Regions from separate parts of the Mus musculus genome. Here region 1 is linked to region 2. The links are chromatin contacts, called in public HiChIP or PLAC-seq maps. All regions are on one chromosome and are shown on one strand. The core of a region is the stretch at or near the end of the contact, and the rest is flanking DNA. Distances in the headings are between cores, read along the strand shown. Region 1 overlaps Megf11 (multiple EGF-like-domains 11). Region 2 holds the start of Megf11 (multiple EGF-like-domains 11).

What was found. HiChIP or PLAC-seq counts read pairs in DNA pulled down with a chosen protein or histone mark.
Region 1: an H3K4me3 HiChIP or PLAC-seq map of embryonic midbrain shows a contact between it and region 2, with 5 times the contacts expected there. The contact joins the enhancer-like site here to the promoter of Megf11 in region 2. A contact is called at or near these places in 12 of 39 promoter capture datasets (the 3T3-L1 cell line, the C10 cell line, the HPC-7 cell line and 8 more), 23 of 484 Hi-C or Micro-C datasets (B cells, the CH12 cell line, ECoMG-derived neutrophils and 17 more), 13 of 115 datasets of contacts at active chromatin or transcription factors (bone marrow-derived macrophages, embryonic basal ganglia, embryonic forebrain and 8 more) and 2 of 9 other capture datasets (adipose tissue and pancreatic islet).

The regions. Positions count from the first base shown.
Region 1 is chr9:64,666,790-64,673,559 of GRCm38.p6, forward strand. The region is part of intron 10 of Megf11 (multiple EGF-like-domains 11); the gene reads left to right. Among named protein-coding and RNA genes, the nearest start is that of Gm36311, 16 kb to the right of the region's middle. Within about 2 kb of position 5,367, at least 68 of the 459 cell types and tissues checked have an H3K27ac peak or open chromatin away from gene starts, as enhancers often do. A contact at or near this core is called in the N1E-115 cell line and pre-megakaryocyte-erythroid progenitors, where this site is marked.
Region 2 is chr9:64,380,382-64,387,637 of GRCm38.p6, forward strand. It overlaps Megf11 (multiple EGF-like-domains 11), which reads left to right and starts at 5,245. Exons shown (of 25, transcript NM_001134399.1): 1 at 5,245-5,447.

The DNA of each region.
Region 1 (6,770 bases), core at 4,117-6,616, 290 kb after region 2:
AGGCCAGGGCAGTGGGGAGAATGTCTTGTTAAAGTCCTGGGGTACTTGTAGCCCTGTCCTGACAGCATCTCTGAGAGAAGGAGAGGACCTGTCTTCCCTAGTACCCTGGCTAAAGAAATAGCTGAACCGTGGTGGGGGAGGGGAGAGGAGAGGAGAGGAGAGGCCGGCCATAGGAACCATTCACCCTCCTGCAGGCTGGGTGCATTTTACAGGTCCCTGTGACTTCTCAATGCCACCAAAGGAAATTTACACCTCTATCTCTTGTTACTCTCCAGCCTCATTTCATCTGCTCTGTGACCACACATAACTCACTTTGCCCCAAACCTGTCTCTCCCCTCTTCATTGCTGCAGCCTCGTTTTTGTTGTGTCTATGAACATCCAGTCCAGCTCCTTAGATGACCTCACTTCCATAGACAGTCTTCTCTGTCAGATTCACTTCTTATACATACAAAGCCCATGGCTCTTGCTTAGGCTGCCTCCCTGAGAACAAGGACCTGTCTCCCCTGGCCCCATACCTCTTAGCCACCATCACCTACCATCCCTGCCACATGGACAGCTTGCTTGGTGAAGTCTCTTTGGTAAATGAAATTCTTGGGAATAGCAGGACCATTAATGTAGATGATCCCAGACTAACATCTATAGGAAGAGGAATTTGGGCTGCTTGCCAGTGAGGCTAGGACTTGAATCTTTGCCCATCCCCACGAGCCTCTCTGAGGTTTGTTTATTTTTATTACATTTATTTATTTATTGTGTGGGATACATGCAGAAGCCGTGTACAGGAGTCAGTTCTCTCCTTCTGTCACGTGGGTTCCAGATGCTGAACTCAAGTCATCAGATTTGGTGGCAACCACCCTTTTAGCTCCTACTGCTGAGTCATCTAGCTAAACCCTTCTCTCCAGTGTAAAGCGATAGTTGGAGTAGCTGTCCTTCAGCACCACCTCTGAGTTCCTGCCGCAATGGTGTACCTTAGACAGCTCACCTTACACAGTGCAGAGGTCACAGAGATGTGGAACCAGGCTCCCAGCCTTCAGATAGCGGCTTCACTGCTTTTTATAGCTGTGTGACCTCAGGGTCACATGATACCATCTCTCTGTGCCTGTTTTATGGTATGTGAAAAGGAAATGATCACAAATCGCTAGGGTTAGTATGCTGATCAAGCTAATTAGTGTATGCAAAGAGTGTATTAGTCATCTTTCAACAAGTGTCAGCCATGATGGTCATGTTTAAAAGGTTGATTGCCACCCACAACATTCAATCCTGCTGATGCCCACTTGAAGAGCCCTGAGAGTCTGTCTGGGATGCAGGTGCAGACAGGATGAGAGTAAGGAAATCCTTAGCTGCAGCTTCCTCTGGAGTGGGACCTGCAGGGCAGCTATGTAGCCAGAAAGGACAATAGGCTTTCTCAGCACTGAGGGAAACAGTCTAATTTCACAGCCACACCCACAAGCCCCTGGGATGCCCAGCACAGCTCTCTTTAAGACACTGCCTGATAGAACTTCCTGCGCACACCGGTCTAGAACTAATTGCTGTCCTGACAGTGCCTGCAGGGAGCAGACTGCAAGGTCACAGCCAGGCTGAGTGACTTGATTCCCAGTCCTCTTCTGCAGCCTCCTCCCTGCATGGAGACTTGGGGGGGGGGGAGATGAGGTGTTTTTCTGACCATCCCTCAGCCTGATGCCTTCTTTCAGTTCTGGTTGTAATGGGGACAGAGAGCTCAGGAGGCAGGACAGAAGGGCCCAGTGTCCCCTCCCTCAGGACTTGGGCCCATATTTCTCCCTAGGATGACAGCATTTCTATTACCTTAAAGGGCTCATCTATTCATGCTGCAATTTTTTGAAGCCCTGTCTGCCATTATTGAGCCCTGCATGCTGGCAAAGGGAGCAGGCACTCCATCACCCAAATGAACCAACTCCTTCCTGCATTTTTCTCAGCTTTCTCCGCTCTGTCCATAGGTCATATGCAAAGCTTAGCTGCTTGGGCTAGGGAAGGCAGGAGGGGGCCAGAGTCACGACCGCCAGATCAGTGGGGCAGCAATTGAATTTTCTCTGCACAAGGTTTCTGGCATCCTTTAAAGAGGTCTTTCCGCCAGCTTCCCAGCCTCGGGGTGTGTGGTTCCTGAGCTGGAACTCTGGAATGACGGCCGGTGTGGCCAGGAGAGAGTGCAGGGTGGAAATGACAGCCAGGCGACACACGAAGCACACCTGTGCACTTCCCGTTCCATGCTCATCACCATTGTTCTAAGAGCAGAAAAGCAATTTCTCATTCCCTGCCCCACCCCCCATCATGGTCTACCGTCTCAATTATTGTCATAAAAGATTTTTCCTGATGCATATTAAGCATGACAAATTTATCCTCTAGCTGATGTAGTTGCATGAACAAGACTGTGCAAAGCTTTAAAAATTACCAAAAATATTAACACACACACACTCATGCACACACATTTACACATACTCATGCACATACCTTTACACACATTCATGAACACATGTGCATGCACACTCACACACTCAGGTGCACACACATACACATATACTCTAATTGACACACACATATTCATGCACATACATACACACTTATACACTCACACATACTAATACATGGTCACACACACTCAAACACAGCTCACTCACACACATTCACACATGTACTTATGCATACACACTCTCACACACATTCATGTACACACACACTCTCACATACACACACACACACACACACATATTCTAGCACTGCTGCCTCCTGCTATGTGGCTTTGATAGTTACTTGAGTATCTCAAGGCTTGGATTTCATTTTTTTATCATTATTCTTGGAGTGTAGGCAGGTATATGCATGCCACAGTGTGTGTGTGTGTGTGTGTGTGTGTGTGTGTGTGTGTGTCAGAGGATAACTTTCAGGAGTTGTTTCTCTCCTTCCACTGTGGGTTCCCCGTCACAGGCTTACATGGCAAGCACATGTGTGCCATTTGCTGGCTTTTAAAAAGTTCAGTTTTTCATCTATGAGATGGGGCTGAGCATGTAGCTCAGTCAGTAGAGTACTTACCAACCATGCACAAAGCCCTGGGTTCGATTCCTAGCACCCCATAAACCTGGCATGGTGGCACATACCTGTAATCCTAGCACTTGGGAGGTGAAAGCAGAAGGATCAGAAGTTCACAGTCATCTCAGATACGTAGAGAGTTTGAAGCTAGGCTGAGCTACAAACAATAACAATTCACCTGTAACACAGGAAACACATGCATATTCTGTTCTAATGTGACCCTTAGGATTGAACGGTGTAAAATGTACTCAGTGCTTAGAATAAAACTTGACTTGTAGTAGATGTTCAGTGATGCTTGTTAAGGTATGTCATGGGACTGTGCCAGGTTTGAGTTAAACATGGGCAAGGTCTTGAGGTCAAGTGGGGCTGAGTAGGAAGCTGAATCTGACCCTCAGCATCTACATGGCCCACAGCCATGTGCTCAGCCTCTTAGAGTCCCACATGCCTCTCTGTACAATGGGCAAAGAATGATGGCCATGCAGAAGCAAGGACAGAGAGTGAGTCGCTGGCCAGAGCTTGTTGTGGAGAGCTGAGAATTCTCTCTCAGGAGAAGAGCTAGAAGGACACGCTGCACTTCCTTAACCCCCCCCCCCCATTCTGCTGGGGAGGAAACTAAGGGCTGACAGAGAGAGTGACTTGCCTCTGGTCACATAGCAAAAGGATGCAGCAGAGCTGGGGTCCGGCAGAGGTGAGAACTCCAGCTGATGCTCTCATGCCCTTCACCTGCCTGTCAGGAGCTTGTTCTCCCCTGGGCAGGAAGGAGAGTGGTGAAGACACTCGGGTGGTGTGTACCAGGAAGTTAAATCATGTTGGCAATTAATCCACAGAGCAAAGTAGAGAGAATTGGCTTTGTGTCACTGAGGCTCAGGCTAGCATCTCCCTCTGGGACTCTGTGGTTTGTGGCTTCATTAGGGGAAAGTGCTGAGTCTTCTCTTCCTATCCCATCCCATCCTTTTCCTGCCAAGCTCCTGCTGCCCTCCTCAGTGTCCTCGTCACTTGGGCGGTGGCCTTGCCATCTCTGTGTCAGCTGGAGGAGTCAGGGTGGGTCCCAGGCACGTGGGCTTCCAATACACCCAGACTCCTTTTTGCCCAGAGTCACTTGCATAGCTTGGACCTCTGCTGGCCAGGAACCAGGACCTGGGTCTGAGCCTTGGATTCTCGGGGTTGTCCAGAGCCTCTACGGGCAGTCTGATGCGTGGCTCTGAGGGTGTGCATCGTGAGTGCTGAGCATAGCCAGCCCAGGACTGTGTTCTCCTTACTCCACACAACAAGCTTCAGATGTGTGTGTGGGGGGGGGGGGGTTGTGAGGACTCCCACCTTGCACAAGAAGAAACTGATGTTCAGGGAGGCAAAGTGACCTTCCCCAGTACACTGTAGCTGAGCTAAACACTGAACCTAGAACCTGCTTTAGCCTTGAGTCCACACTACCTGAAGAGGAGAGAATTATGATGGAGGGTTCTAATTGACTAGGTACCTTCCCAGACAAGTGGGAAGGTCTCAGTTGGAGCCAGATGGCCTCCCACCTTTGTCTTCCTTGGGAGGTAGGTCAGGTGCCACGGAATCTCTCAGACTTGCAGAATGTATCTGTCCACGACCCAGGGGGTAGGGGGCTAGGATCCTGAGCTGAGAGCTCCACAACCAGGCTCAATTCCAGCCACTGCCTAGGAGTGGACTAGTCAGGAGTCAGGTCTGGGCTCTAGCCAGGGTTCCGCCCTACTCACCATTAAGTCACTGTGCTCTTCTGGATATTACCTTTATCTTCTACACACCTGACCCTGGTCTCCTGAGGCTGGCATGAAGCTCAGATGCAACAGTGATTAAGAAGGATTCAGAAAACACCAGGAAATGAGCAGAAGGGACATGGGCTACAGACCTGAAACCACCAGGCCTGTGATACGTGACACAGAAGAACCAGCTGTGACTGTGAGCCACATCTCCAGCCCTGTCCCTGCCCCACAGCCCTGCCCTTGCACCATAGCCCCACCCCTACTCCACAGCCCCGCCCCTGCCCACAGCCCTGCCCTTGCACCATAGCCCCACCCCTACTCCACAGCCCCGCCCCTGCCCCACAGCCCTGCCCTTGCACCATAGCCCCACCCCTACTCCACAGCCCCGCCCCTGCCCCACAGCCCTGCCCTTGTACCATAGCCCCACCCCTACTCCACAGCCCCGCCCCTGCCCCACAGCCCTGCCCTTGCACCATAGCCCCACCCCTACTCCACAGCCCCGCCCCTGCCCACAGCCCTGCCCTTGCACCATAGCCCCACCTCTACTCCACAGCCCCGCCCCTGCCCACAGCCCTGCCCCTGCACTACAGCCCTGCCCCCAGCCTTTTCTCCCTAGGTATGATCGCTAGTAATCTCATTTGTAAGAGGAATTACACACTCCATGAGGGGAAGGAGTTTGGTTATGACTTAAAAATGAGAGATGCTGTTGAAAGGGGTGGTGAACCAACAGGAAAAAGGAGGTGGAACAACCTGATGTGTGTGGGGAGGTACACTGTAATTCCAGCACTCAAGAGCTGAGGCAGGAGGATGACAGGAAAGAGACCCCATTTTATGAACAAAACAAAGTTGTAAGGAGGGCGATGTAGTCCCCTGAACTCAGACCAGGGAAGGTGTCTGGGGTCTCTGAGAGCATCAGGCTCAGATGGCACAGATGAGCAGAGTAGGAAAGCAGTGAGAGGCAGTGGGAACTCAAGTGACTGGGCCCTGAAGGCTTGGCTGGAGAGCCGACCCTAATGCACCAGACGAACAGGAGCCACTGCAGCCCAGAGCAGGGCTGTAACAGGGAGCAGGCCTTGACCTCCCTCCTACATCTAAGGGGGTAGTGACAGTGTAGCATCCAGAGTCAGCATCAGCATCAGCATCAGCATCAGCATGGAACAGCCCCTGCTCTAGTGCAGTGTGCTCCCTGCTGGGGCTATATCTCAGTTGACAGAATGCTTGCCTACATGCACAAAGCCCTCAGTTCAATCCTCAGCGCCACATAAACTGGATATGAAGGGGGAGACAGAGAATCAGAGGTTCAGGGCCAGTCTGAAGTACAGAGAGTTGGAAGACAGCCTGGACTATAGGAGACACCGTCTAAAAACAGCATCCCCACCCCCAATGTCCTGAATGTCTGGATTAAATCAATGCATACGAACTGACCACAAACTCCAGCTGGGGCACTGGGCTGAGTGAGGCCGGCAGGGCAGAGTGCTTCCTTCCCAGTCCTCACCTCATGCCCCTACTAGCTAGTAAGAGATCACCGGAGTTCTAAATGTCAATTCTATTACCACTGTGGTAAGTGCCACTGTAACAGGGGCGCTTGCTCTGCAAGAGGGGAGAAGCAGTAGATTAAAGGACATGGGAGCGGAAAAGGACTGTAGGTCACATTGAGTCTGTCCTGATGGTGAGCAGGACCCAGGGCACTTGGCAGCCACACTGGGCTGAATGAGCGGTGGATGAGGCCATGTGCTTTGGTCTCACTGCAACCCACAAACCCTGACTGACAGTCCGGGGCTTGCCTTCCCGACTCATCCCATCTCCTCCTCCAGCAAAATACATGTGGATAAATGCCCGGTGGGCATGACAGCCCTTGTGTGAGCCCATCCTGAGTAAGTGGGCTAGGAAAAGAGACCAGGCATATCTGTGAGTTCCAGGTTTGGCTGAGAGAGAGACGCTGCCTCTGTGAATAAGGTGGAAGAAAGAGGGGATGATTCCTGACAACTTCTGGCTTCCACAGGCATG
Region 2 (7,256 bases), core at 3,995-6,494:
GCTCCGGGTTGAAACGTATCTCACGCAGGAGACAGTGGATTCGACCACGAGGCTTGGAAGCTAGGGGTTTTTATAGAAAAGGGGCTGGGGCTGGGGCTGGGGGAGGAATTGGCGAGGTTTCACATGATTGGTCCATTTAAACATCAGCAGACTGTACATGCAGATAACATTTAACTAAGGTCAGAAGGGTGGGAGATAGGGGGTGCCGGGCCAGTCCGGACAAGTCATTCTCTTTATCTTTATGGCCAAGCAGCCTCAGGAATGTCTTAACGACGGGCCTGCCCGGGCATGTCCTGGCCTGTTCTGCTATGTTCTCAGCCCCAGGTTTCAAAGCTCACAAACAACTCTTTGGGCTATTTGACATAAATTACATGAATCACAGGTCTCAAGTTTTATTTTCTTTCACCTCTGCTTCCAGAATGCTGGGATCACAGACATGCACCATTATGCCTGGCTACTTATTTATTTACTTACTGACTTTTTTTTTCTTTACTTATTTGAGATAGTCTTGCCATGTAGTCAGAGATGGCTGAGAGCTCACTGTATAGACCAGGTTGGCCTTAAACTTCAGTGAAGCTTCTCAATAACCTATCATTTAAAGAAACTTAGGCCAGTGGGAAGTGATATCCACCGCTGGCTTCTGAGAGGAGTCACAACTCAAACGACTGGCACAAATACTCTCCACCAATCTTATTAAATATTCAATCCATATTCAAAGTTATTAAATATTGAGCACCATTTAATAAAAACAAGCAAGTTAATCAAGCCTTCAATTGGTGGTGGATTCATGAAAGCCCGCGAAGCAACCTTCCTAATGTTTCCACCCTTTAATGTAGTCCTCACGTTGTGATGACCCTCAACCATTAAAATGTTTTTGTTGATACTTCATAACTAAATTGGATTCTGTGACGAATTGAACCATAAGGCAAATATCTGTGTTTTCTCATGGTGAAAAGGGTCAAACCCGGAGGGGTTAGAACCCGCAGGTTGTGAACCATTGGTTTAGAGTCACTCACTCTGGGCTGCATTCTAGTCTTTCACTTCCTTCTTTCTTTTTCCAAAGAGTTAGTGATTTTTATTTGTTTTGTGTGTATGTGTGCAGGGGCAGAGGGCATGCAATACCACCTGTGTGGAAGGTGACCCAGGGATTGAACTCAGGTTGTCAGGGTTGGCCACAAACACCTTTATCTACTGAGCCATCTCACTGGCCCCTTCAGTGTTTCTTGGTGGGTATGAAAATCAATCATATGATGTGTGTGAGCATTTTGGGTTGTGGTGGGTTGTTAAGTTACTGTTTGGTACGAGTCTGGGATGCATGTGACCTCGTGTGTCCTGTGAGCAGGTGTAACACTGGCTAGTTACCTTATAGTCTGTTCCTTTAATGGCTTCTTCTCTGTACCTCACCAATGGCTAGGACACTAGAGGTCCTGTGGTTCCCTGTAACCCAGGGTGGCTTCCCCAGGTGACTATGTCTCAAGGTTATGTGTGTGAAGTCAGCTCCCAGAGCTGAACACCTTCTTAGGTTCAACCTTTGTCTTTTTGCTGGCCACACCCTGGTCCCCAGCCTGGAGTGCGAGAAGGCACTGTAGCGTTGAGAAAAGACTTCGAACAAGCTGGAGCTCCATTTCAGGTCTGCCACTGGGTTTTGTGGCTTTGAGTAACTTATGCTATTGAAGTCTCCGTTTCCCTTCTTTAAAGGGGGAATGGCAATGTTTGCTGTATAGGATGGTTGTGGCATTATATGTGTATTTTATTAATGTCATAAGCATCTAAAACTTTTTTAAATTACATTTTTATTTAATGGGTGTGTGACTATAGCACTACACACACACACACACACACACACACACACACACACACGTGGAGGCCAAAGCGCAAATTCCAGGAGTTGGTTCTTTCCTTCTACCACGTGGGTCCCAGGGATACAACTTAGGTTGCCAGGAATGGCAGCAAGCACCTTTACCCACTGAGCCATTTCACTGGCTCAACATATTGTAAATATCTTCTTATTCTTGTGATGAGGCCAGGTTTGGTGATGGCTCTGAGGAGGGGAAGACATGGAACTAGAGTCAGGGGAGGTACCAGACATCCTTCTCCAGTGCTCCACACTGTCACAGTCCCTTCCCTCTGAAGAGTTCAACACTCCTCCCCACCCCCGCAAAGTTCTGGCCTTTTCCTTATCCAGCCAGTCCCACGTGTCCCTGAGAGTCCCCAGTGGGCTCCCTCCTGGGGTTTTGGGAGGGTCTTTGTAGGAAAGGTGATCCTAGCAAGGAGACCTAGGGGAGGGAAGGCATGAGGGGCCATCTCAGCTAGGAAGGGGGACAGTACCCCTTTTCTTAGCCCTGGGCACCCCTGTCTCTGGGATTTATTTCCAGGAAGGAGGAGTCATTCCAACTTGGACAGAACAGTTCTGGCTTCTGCCCTCTCACCCTGTTCAGGCAGAAAGGCACATCCTTGTGCCCACAGAGGACAGATAACAGCACAAAGACTTGAGTTGGGGTGTCAGATTCTGGGTCCCTCAATCAGCTCATGGTACCTTTTCCCTCCTTCCTAAGGTATAATATGTGTGTGTGCACATATATATGCATATGTGTGTCTATGTATATATATATATGTACATATATATACATACATACATATATATATATATATATATATATATATATATATATATATATATATAATGATAGAACATACTTCTATGTATCGCTCAGTTGGTAGAGTGCATGCCTCACATGCATGAAGTCCTGGGTTTGATTCCCAGCACTGTGTAAAACCTGGCATAGTGCCATACACCTGGAATCCTAGCACTTGGGAGGTGGAGGCGAAAGATCAGAAGTTCAAGGTCATCCTTAGTTAAGTTCAAGGGCAGCCTGGCACGGCTCATCACCAGCACATTCAGCTGAGTGTAAGCTTTTGGGTGGCGACTGGACTTTGTTTGAGATTCTACCCTTTGGTGAGTAGCATAGTCTTAGATGTTACAGCTTCCCAAATAAACTTGGAGAAGTTGGGCCAGGCCAAGCACTATTGTGCCTCCTGCAAGCAGGCTCTCCTGGCAAGTGAATGATGGATTGTAGGTTCCGGCCGACCCCAAGCTGACTCCTAGAGATGTTTGCTAAAAGTGCTTCTGGCTCTGTTGTGACATGTGTTCTTGGAGGCCTGCCATCTGGGCAGGGAAAGCCCAGCTTTATAGATCCGTGCAGCTTTTTAGAGTATGGCAGAAAACCAGGCACCCACCCCCCTGTCCCTCAGCAGTCCTTAGACACATGATCCCTGCCTGGCAGTATGTGAGTGCAGCCAAGGAACGAGCCGGGCAGGACAGCCTGCTTTGTGCTGCTCTAGAGCACAATGGGTATCCAGAAAGACCCACCCAGCTCCACGAATCCACCAGCCCACTTAGACATTTCTACCACACAGAAAGTCAGAGTGAGAGGCACGGTAAATAAAGGTGGAGCTCAGAATCCAAGAGCCACTGTGCAGAGGAAGCTGTGTAAGCCTAGACTAATTTTAATTAAGCTAATATTAACCGCAGACAGTGGCCAAGTGCCACCAGTCACTGTTCCAGGAAATGGGCTTTGGTTTAATCCTCAGAAGGCTTGTGGTAATGTTAGCATTCCCATTTTACAAACAGGGAAACTGAAGCTAGAGGGACTCAGTGATCTTTCTAATGTCACAGTGAGTGGAGCTGGCTTCCCAGTGTGAGACTCACACCCCCTAGGGCTATGAAGTTGGGAACTTTTTCCAATGTCAGATTTGGTCTCCTCACTGCCAGATGGGGAACTTCATATATCACTAGATGGTTGGTCCTGCAAAGGAGGGGCTAGAGCACTAGAGAAGGCAGGAAGCTCCTGGGGTGCAGAATTTAAGGAGGGACTCACTCTGGCGGGTGAGTGACCCGGGTGTTTGCTAAGTGCTTCACCCGGTTTCAAGCTCTACTTTTATGTTGTGAACAAGAGGCTCTGCCATCTGTTGTCCGTTTAGTTTGACATTCCAAGGTAAGGAACTGCTGGGGAGGTTGGTTTGGAGTTTTGGGACCTGAAACCCCAATGCAGAAAGATCTCATCTGCTCACACCATTCCTGCAGAAGCCTAGCACTTACTGGATGAACCTGGTCTGGTGCTTGCAGAGCAGGGCTGCCTGTTGTGGGCCAATGGGAAGAGGGCTTCTTCTTATTTCTCCAAACCCCACTGGGCTGAAATGGACAGATGACAGGGAGTACACTCCTGGGGAAAGAGCTGGATCCTCAGGCTGCACGGGAGCCTGGGTCGAGTGGCTTGTCCCAAAGCCACAGACAATCTGCCTGTTCTAGTGGCAAAATTCTCCCTCCGGGTGCAGGACACCTTTCCCAAGTGTGGGACCCCACCTCACTTCAAGGGAAGGAAACACCCCACCACCCCCACCTCTGGCAAACAGGGAAGCAGGAGTGAGCCCCTCATATCTTGGAAAGGAGTAGGGGTGACCAGCAGGTGTTCCCACCACCTGGCTAGGACCCACTTACAAGCACACGAGGTGTAGTCTAAAGTGTCACCTGACTGAAGACTTCCAGGTGGCTCTGGGTGCAGTGCCAGGCCTCTGACACCCTATCATTAACATGCACCCTCCTCTGCCCCCCCCCACCCCCCATCTCATCCCCTGTTCGAAGACCTTGAAGTCTACAAGAAGCCCCGCTGGTTTAAGTCCAGCCTTTGGAGTTGACCACAGCAGTCCAGCCTTTGGAGTTGACCACAGCATGGCAAGTTCTTACTCTGGGGCCTGGCTGTCTGCACTTTACCTGGTGCAGCTCAGCTTGTTCTGCACACTGAGTTCTTTGCTTTTCTAGCTTTCCCTGGGTATCTATCTGTACTCAGCTTGTTAAAAGCTCAGTTTGGGGCATATTCCTGGTCCCCTTCCATCCTGGGCTAGCTTCGCCAGCCAGAGCTTCTACAAAGAACAGGTGCAGAGGCCACGCTAATCGGTCGGTCAGAAGGAAAAAAAAAAGGGGGGGGGGAGGGAGAAGGGAGTCGCGAGGGGTTAAAAGGAAGAGATACAGAAAAGAGAGAGCGGGGGAAAAACGGTAAAAGAACGATAACGGGTGGATGCAGAGTAGGGAAGTGAGAAGAGAACAGAGGGAATTAAAGAAGGCAACCGGCAGAGAGAAAGCTAGGAAAAAGAGCGAGGGAATGCGCGCGATCGCAGGGTCTGAAAAGAGGTGGGAGGGAGAGGGAGAGCGGAGGGAGGAGGGAAGAGGGAGGGGCCGAGGGACGCAGGGGGGTGGGGGCTGCCGTGGCAGCAGTCGCAGCGGCTCCAGCCTCCTGCTTGCTCACTCGTTCTCAGTGCCCGGAGCCGGCTGCCCGGCTCGGGGCGGTTCGCAGCTCCCTCTCCTGCCTGGGGACCTGAAGCCGCTCCGGCTCCGGGGTATAGGACCGCGCGACTGGCTGGCCCAAGCCCGGGGCGCGCCACGGAAGCAGGTAGATGGTTGGGTGGGGTCCGCGGGGACCCGGAGCCTCGGAGCACTGTGGGTGCATTGGGTCGGGGTGTGGGTTCCAGTTCAGGGGAGGGGGCTTTGCAGCGTCGCGACTAACTTTCCACCAGCTCCGTGGGTCCTCCGTGGCCAGGTCCCGGCTCTAGAAGGCGAGTTTGGCGAGGGGCAGAAGGTGGATGGCTGGGCTTGCGGGAGCGCCCGGGGGTCTATGCGAGACGTAGAGAGCCTCGGCTGGGCCAGGCGCGCGTCCTCTGGCCGCAGTCAGGACGCAGCGGCCGCCGCGTCTCCACGTGCGGGGGAAGACCCGAGAGTCGCGGTGCGGGTGTCCGGAAGAAGGAACCTGCCAGCTCTGCGCGAATCTGGGGTCTCCCGGCCGAGAGCCATTCTAGATGTGCGGGACCTTCGCCCCGCACCGCGTCCTTCCGACCCGGGTCCCGACGCAGAGCTGCGGGGCCGCGCGCAGGTCCCCGCGGAGCCCAAGCCCAGCCGGTGCCACGCGCAACGTGGACTCACTCTCTTTTTTTCCTCCTGATCCTGTCTACCCACTTTCACTGAGGGAATCCCGGACGCCCTGCAGTCCTGCGGGTCGCCCCTGGCTACATACCTCCGACCCTCGGCGGAGACCCCAACACCCAAAGTTAAAAGAGAAGCGAGTCCCTCTTCCTGCGCTCGTGGGCGGCTGTCCCGAACTTCCTAACTTCTCTCCCAAACGCGGGCGGTAGTGTTGTAGCTGGGCACACAGTGGTCCTGGTGGCAGCCCTGCGCAGGCACCTTCCCCTAAGACTTGATTTAGTCTTTTAATTTTTAGGAGGAAAAAAAAAAGACTTGAAAAATAGGTAAAACCGTTCCTTCCCGGGACCAAGGTTGCGAGTGGGACGGAGTCACGATCGGTCTGTAGTCTGGGAGCTCTGGGTCTCCGCCTGGCGGGCCCCAGAGCCCTCGAACCCCAGATGCTTTTTCCTGGAACTGCCTCCCACGCTCCATCCCACTGTCGTCGCGTCTCAGAATCCGTCCCCGTGAGTGCCTGCTGCGAGGCCAGCCGGCCTCTTTCCGGGCTGGTGATGCTCTCGAGAAAAACCGGTCCAAGTGACTGGGATCAGATTCTCCCACGCCTGGTCCCTCCGGGAGCCTATACAGCAGGGCCTCCCGCAGGTTGGAGGATGCTTACCAGGAGGTTAGGGCTCCCCGCCTTCCCAGCTCTCTGTGGCAAGGATACTTGTGCCCAGCGCATCTGCGCCCATCACTGTCCTGGGGGAAACTGGGGTTAATGTCCTGACCAGGTGGTGGCGCGCGGCAGGCTGCCGGGACCGTCCCGAGCCTGCCCCGATAGTGTTTTGGCTCCGGGAGTCCAGTGGCTGGATTCGCCGACCCTCATCTCTTTCCAGCGTTCGGTCTTTGTTGGACTGCAAGCCGAAAAGATCTTTTGTGAGGCTTAGCGGAGGTTTAGAAGTAGCAAAAAAGCTGGAGTTCTTTGCAGAGAGGATCATCTACGGGCCATCGCCCCCTCCCTGAAGGTTGGGTTCAGTGTCCCAGAGCATTGACATTAACGCCCAGCCTAGGATGTGAAGCTTAACCTGTTTCTTTGGCGGCTTTTCCTGCGGTGTGCACCAAGCACCGGGCTCTTGCTGTTGCTCACACATTGTTTAAGCCCCTAGAAAATTGAAGCCTGTAACTGCAGTCCTTCCCTTTCCTCCCATTCTGCAGATCAGCCTACTGAAGCCCAAAGAAGTGAAGGGACTCCCTTAGAGCTGACTAAGGGAAGTCTTCCTGCCTAAGGGCTGGGCACCTTTCCTGA